Regions from separate parts of the Danio rerio genome. Here region 2 is linked to region 1. The links are chromatin contacts, called in public Hi-C maps. All regions are on one chromosome and are shown on one strand. The core of a region is the stretch at or near the end of the contact, and the rest is flanking DNA. Distances in the headings are between cores, read along the strand shown.

Region 1 (2,915 bases), core at 117-2,616:
TATATCTATACAAATATTAACAATGTCAAATAAAATACAGAAATGTGAACCCTGGGTCATGATAACCTGGGTAAACTTTTGAAAGTACCACTGCAGCTTTTAGTTCCTTTTCTATCTATAGTAGTATCAAATACAAATATTGAAGTTGTTGTACATCCATCTCCATGTTCAACTTTTTTGTAATCTAAAAACAACAGGTAAGACCAATAATAAGACATCAGTGAAATGTAGTTTCTACTGCTTTATTAGAAGTAACATATTTTACAACTTTGTCTGTAGAAAGAAACTGTGAAAAGCTGTTTATATACAATGATTTAAACTACTTTTAAACAAGTACAGGAAATTAATAATGACGATAGAAAATATCTATGGCTGTTCTAGTTATGAAAGACCGACACGCGGTCACATCCTCACCTTAATAACGCTAATAAAAAGTACATTTATTTACTTTTTGCTCTTTTTAGTACATAATCATTTTAGAAACATAAGACTTCTCATAAACAAGTAGACCTAAACCAGGTGAAACGTATTTACAGAAAGGAACTGGAATTTCAAAAATATCTTAAGAACTGTACCATGAGTGGTGAAAGGTTATGAACGACAGAAAGACTTATGCTGGGTTAGCTAAGCTTAGTAGTACTTGAAGGATAACAAAGAGGTCCAGAATGTGCTCCGAAACAACCACAAGCATTGATATATCGTACATGAAGATTTAACATTGCTGTACACTCATCACATGGGTTTGAAAAAATCATGCACTGTACACTCAACACATAGGTCTGAAAAATATCAGGCACAAATACTATTTTTTTTTTCTCTTTAGAAAAATATTGTATGGCAGAAATCAATGTTAGTGTATCATGGTTAAGTGAAATGGGCATGTTCCTCTTGGCGATAGCGATACAAATTTGAAAAACATTTGTCAGTGCAATCAAATGCAGGTTTTACAGTTGGGAAAGTTCATGGGGATGAACATTTGGACATGTTGCAGAAAGCCCAGGGCATCACTACATAGTAGCGTTTCCCATCTCACGCCTTCTGATCAGACACGACAGATGTCATCGTCTTGGCTGGTGGGGTGGGAACTGCTAAAGATGCAGACAAAACTGCATGCTATATAACACCTCCCTGAGGAGTGACAGAGCACTAGCAGACCATTAGCAACCCCGTTAGCCACGTACCCAACACACAACACATATGCTCGCTATCCAAACCAAAAGGAGCCAGAATATGATTAGACCACATGAAAATGCTGGACCTGAGGGATCAAGTTTCATTCAAATAAATCACCCACAATGCCTTGGCTTCGTAAAAGCCCCAGAGGAAGACTTCTAGTGGTCAAGTAACCACTGCAGCTGTTCAGTACTGAAATGAAGTGCTTGTGAGGGATCGGGAACACAATGGGATCTGTTCCACAGCAGCTCCACGAGGCCGGTGGATGGGTTGCGATCAGGAATGTTAGCGGAAAGGAAGTTGAATGTCACTGAAGAAGTGACGCAGAGCAGCAGCCTAATAACACAGCTTAATACATCAATGTTCCACAGGTAGCTGTGGTTCCAAAAATGTGTTTATAAAAAAAGAATAAAAGAAAATTAAAATTTACAAAAGGCAAGACTATAAGGCAGTGACTGGCAGGGATTTTGAGAGCGAACTGGTAGGAGCGTGGGCCAGCTCTGGCCTTTGTAAGTCGGTGAGGTCACTGAAGAAACTATGTTCAGTAAAATCATGTCCACTGATACAACGCAACACTGAAGAACATTCTAAACACTGGCCTGTTTTCGAGAGGCGCTTATGCATGGCTGTTGTAAATGCTGAACTTGGATTTCAGGATTTTTTCTTACCATCTCTCTCAAGCTTGTTTTCCCTTGAAGTGCTTCACAGATGCCCCTCTACATTCATACAAATACTTTTATAAAACGTATAAAATAATTTTAAATCAGAATATTTCACTTGTGTTGGTCTCTATATAGCTCTGATTTTATGTGCCAATGAAGTGTTTCTGCTAGACTAAATAAATATCACTAAAATTTGTAAAACGTCTAATCTCATGGTGTGTGTGTGTCACTCAAAAGGCCGGTGTACACATTCCGACTGTATCGGTTGCTGCTGATGAAACCAGGGGCGGAACATGAGCTGCTTCTCTTGTAACAGTAGTAACATGGAACCTGAGGAGACCTCACGAGTCCCATGTAAAATATTGGGGAGAAGTAAGGCATTTGTTATAGGGGCCACTAAAAACAACAGAAACAGACAGAGGGTGAAAACACCCACAAGGCAGTTTGGAAAAACATAAGACAATAAATAAAACGAAAGGAATTTCCTTCAACATTTCACTTTTCACTCAATCTATTTTTTTTTTAAAGTTTGTTAGTTTCAGGAGTGTCCCCAAGTCTTTGAAATGAAAGACGTGGCATTCTTCATATATTTTTTTTTTTAATAATTAAAAAACAAGTCCATCTGTGACAGAATGTCTTACTTCATTAAATTGTCTTTTCTTTTTAAGACAACACAAATTTCCCTTTAACTTTCTTTCTGCGGATACCGGCAGATGGTCTTCTTGACGCAAAACAGTCAATCCTAATCCAATCAAAATCTTGGAAATGGGCTGACAGGCAAGTTAAAAACACAAGCCCTAGAGTGACGATTGTCAGCTCTAAACTTTCAAAGTCACAAGCATTTAAGGTAGGTTGGGCCGCTCAAGCAAACACCTGCATCTTCCCGTTAGACTCCTGGACTTGTGAAATCTGGGTTTGAGAAGGAGCTGTGACAGCTGGGCTGGGTGTGGAGTCAGACCAATCAGACACACAGTGAGGGGAAGGGCTGGACCAGGGCTCTGGAGACTCTGGAGAAGGGGTCAGGTAAGGATGTTCATTGGGCACATGCAGATAATGCTTAGGCGTTGCATCCATGGCTGA
Region 2 (2,915 bases), core at 213-2,712, 68 kb after region 1:
GTGGAAAATATAAGAACAAGCAATGCCTTAAAATGAAAACTGCTATGACAAATTGGATAACACTAACCCAACACTAATATCTTTTCCAACACTAATATCACTAATACTTTTAATAAGCTTCTAATGATTTTAAGCCATATCATTAATTATTAATTATCGCCACCTAGTCACTACTTTCACTGTTTATAGAAAGATTACAAATGTGGTAGAAATAGGGCAAATATTTATACATGGATGAGCACATAGAATGGTAAAATATGGTATTAATACTGCAAAAATGGGTGGGTTTATAGGTATGAGTTGCTGGCACACACATTTCAAGTCAAAATTATTGAAAACAATAGCATGCATTTTTATCAATATAGGCTTTCAAATAAGTTGAGGTCAAACGTTATAAGAATAATCTAAAAAATTTTCATTATTTATTATTGATTAATTAAGGAGCAAAACTTGAACCTGCATACACATCAGTAAATGTGCAGTAGCGCCTCTCCCATTATTTATGTAATGTAAAGTGTTACCTAATTTTCACATTAAACATTCACTGCTCTCTACTCTTGGGTACTTTTTGGTACTTGCATTTGGGCAAGTAGTGGTACTTTTACTTGAGTATGATTTTTCAGTACTCTTTCCACCACAAGTGCTCATAGTAAGTCAATTTGTGAGAGTGGTCATTCGTGTTTGCAATATTTACAGTATAAACTCGACACTCTATTAAACACTCCTTTTAAATGATGCTCAAAGTAGTCATAACTTCACATTGTTCTCTTGGTTTTAGCTTATCTACTATCTTCTAACCTGAGACTCCTCAGCTTCCATCTCTGCTGAGTTATCCTATTCATACACTGGCTTGTTTACAGTGCTAACAGCTTTTCCAAGAGGCGCAGCACTTATGTCAAGGGCTTCTTTACACATCTGATGACACAAACACATGGGTTGTGTGGACATGTACAAGTTTCGAGATTTAAGCAACCGCCTGGCACCTACAACATGCTGCAACAATGCGACTACTCTTCCATGACTCAAAATCCCAAACTGAGATAATCCTCCTCGTTGTGTTGTCAAGACCAAACCGCCATGTACCAGATTTCTGTGTTTGACTTCCAAAAGTTTTTTTTTTCTGTCATTCAGATTTTGTTGGGATGCAGTTTTGCCACTGTGCCATGGTCTCTGAAAATTAGTAGCAGGCTGAGGTTGAAAAAGAAGCAGCGCATGGAGCAGATGTCAGGGTCTGTGTTTATTTGCCTTTCTGGAGGGGGTGTTAGTGTGGGAAAGCTCCTCTCCACGGTTGGGATCAATGTGGGAGAGATAAGCTCACGACGTGGCCTTGGTTAAGCATGGTTGAAAACTGTTTTGGTGTGAGAACTTCCTCCCATGTTGTAATTTCAACATAACATGAGTCTCAGCAAGGTCACTAGTACGAGAGCTCTGTTTTTTTCCTCTCCCCATGTGCCCGGGGTGCTCTTTCTGTACACACTACACCGCAAGCCGTTGGGAACTTTACAGGGACCTGATCTAAATGTTCCCATCAGGTCTGTGAGTTTAGCGTGGGAATTGCGAGCAGAGTTGAGATGTGGGATGTGGGAGAGTTTCCTTTGTAACTGATGTACACAAGACATATAGGAGGCCTGAGAATTACAAAATGTCTCATATACAGCATTCATATACAGTGGAGATCAAAATGTACATTTTTTTGTACTGTTTTATTTAAGGGAACCAGACAAAAATTGCCGTTTTAAGCATTTAACGCACTTCTAGATCACCCAAAAATTACAATTTACTCACTATTTACTCACTCTCAAGTTTTTATAAACCTTCATGAGTTTCTTTCTTTTGTTGAACACTTAAGAAAATGTATTGGAGAAATCTGAAAACCTGTATTATGGAAATCAACGGTTACAAGTTTCCAACTTTCTTATTATTGATGTATTATTCTAAGTTATTGGTGTTAATCTGGCATGTTTGTTGTAAATTCCTCAATTTTTATTGTGCTTTTAAAACCAGGTTTATTACATTAAAGGTATGGTAACACTTTATTTTGATGGTTCATTTAAGTTTTAGTAGACTGTCTGCTTAATATCTATTGATACTGCTTCTTTAACAGACAAATACGAAACTTTACAATTACATGTCAACTTACACTATCCCTAACTCCAACCTTAGCCCCAACAGTCTACTTATATTCTAATGAGAATTAGTTGGCATTTAGATGCAATATAACTTAAATTCAACAAACGGACTATCGGAATAAAGCGTGATCAAGGTATTCAGTAGCAAAGCTATTTTTGTTTAGTTTTGAACTATAAACTAACTTAAGACAGAAACAAATGAGCAATAAATAAATAAATATATTAATAAATAAAATAAAAAAAATAAATAAAGAATTTAATTAAATAAAGCAAATAAAAAAAAAAAAACTTATTGTGGTAGGGGATGTTGAGGGGACTCATGGTTGGAGTACATTATTCTCAATAGCCCCTTTCACACACTGATACCAGTAAATATCTGAAAAATTACCAGAATGACTTTACTGGTAAATTTTAAAAAAAGCACTGTTCGAACAGGCGAGGACGTTACGAAATTTTTTCCAGAAAAGAGCATTTACACATCCATTCCAAAAATACCGGTAAATTCTAACACCATTAACCAGAAATGACCTCTAAACGGCTGGGCTTGTATTTGTAAACATTTGACTACATTACAAACTCTGTGGTTGGATCAGTATTGTGAACAACTCCAATGAAAACATATAAACACTTTCGCATGTCGGGATGTACATGAAATGTGTGTGCGCTGGCGCTCATGGGCTGTTTCACCGGCACACGCAAAGCTTGAAGGTAAACAAACAGCAGCTTAACATAAGCATCTTATCGATAATTATTTAAACAGTTGGCATTAAGATGAACATATAAACG

What was found. Hi-C and Micro-C count contacts between places; a contact is called where the count stands out from the background.
Region 2: a contact with region 1 is called in a Hi-C map of embryo, with 2.0 times the contacts expected there. The contact joins two enhancer-like sites. A contact is called at or near these places in 2 of 18 Hi-C or Micro-C datasets (caudal fin and embryo) and 1 of 4 datasets of contacts at active chromatin or transcription factors (caudal fin).

The regions. Positions count from the first base shown.
Region 1 is chr3:56,052,700-56,055,614 of GRCz12tu, forward strand. notch3 (notch receptor 3) reads right to left here. Exons shown (of 33, transcript NM_131549.2): 33 at 2,422-2,915. The coding sequence ends at 2,697. Among named protein-coding and RNA genes, the nearest start is that of zmp:0000001048, 19 kb to the left of the region's middle. Within about 2 kb of position 1,367, at least 4 of the 62 cell types and tissues checked have an H3K27ac peak or open chromatin away from gene starts, as enhancers often do.
Region 2 is chr3:56,120,774-56,123,688 of GRCz12tu, forward strand. No RefSeq gene overlaps it. Among named protein-coding and RNA genes, the nearest start is that of notch3, 34 kb to the left of the region's middle. Within about 2 kb of position 1,463, at least 5 of the 62 cell types and tissues checked have an H3K27ac peak or open chromatin away from gene starts, as enhancers often do.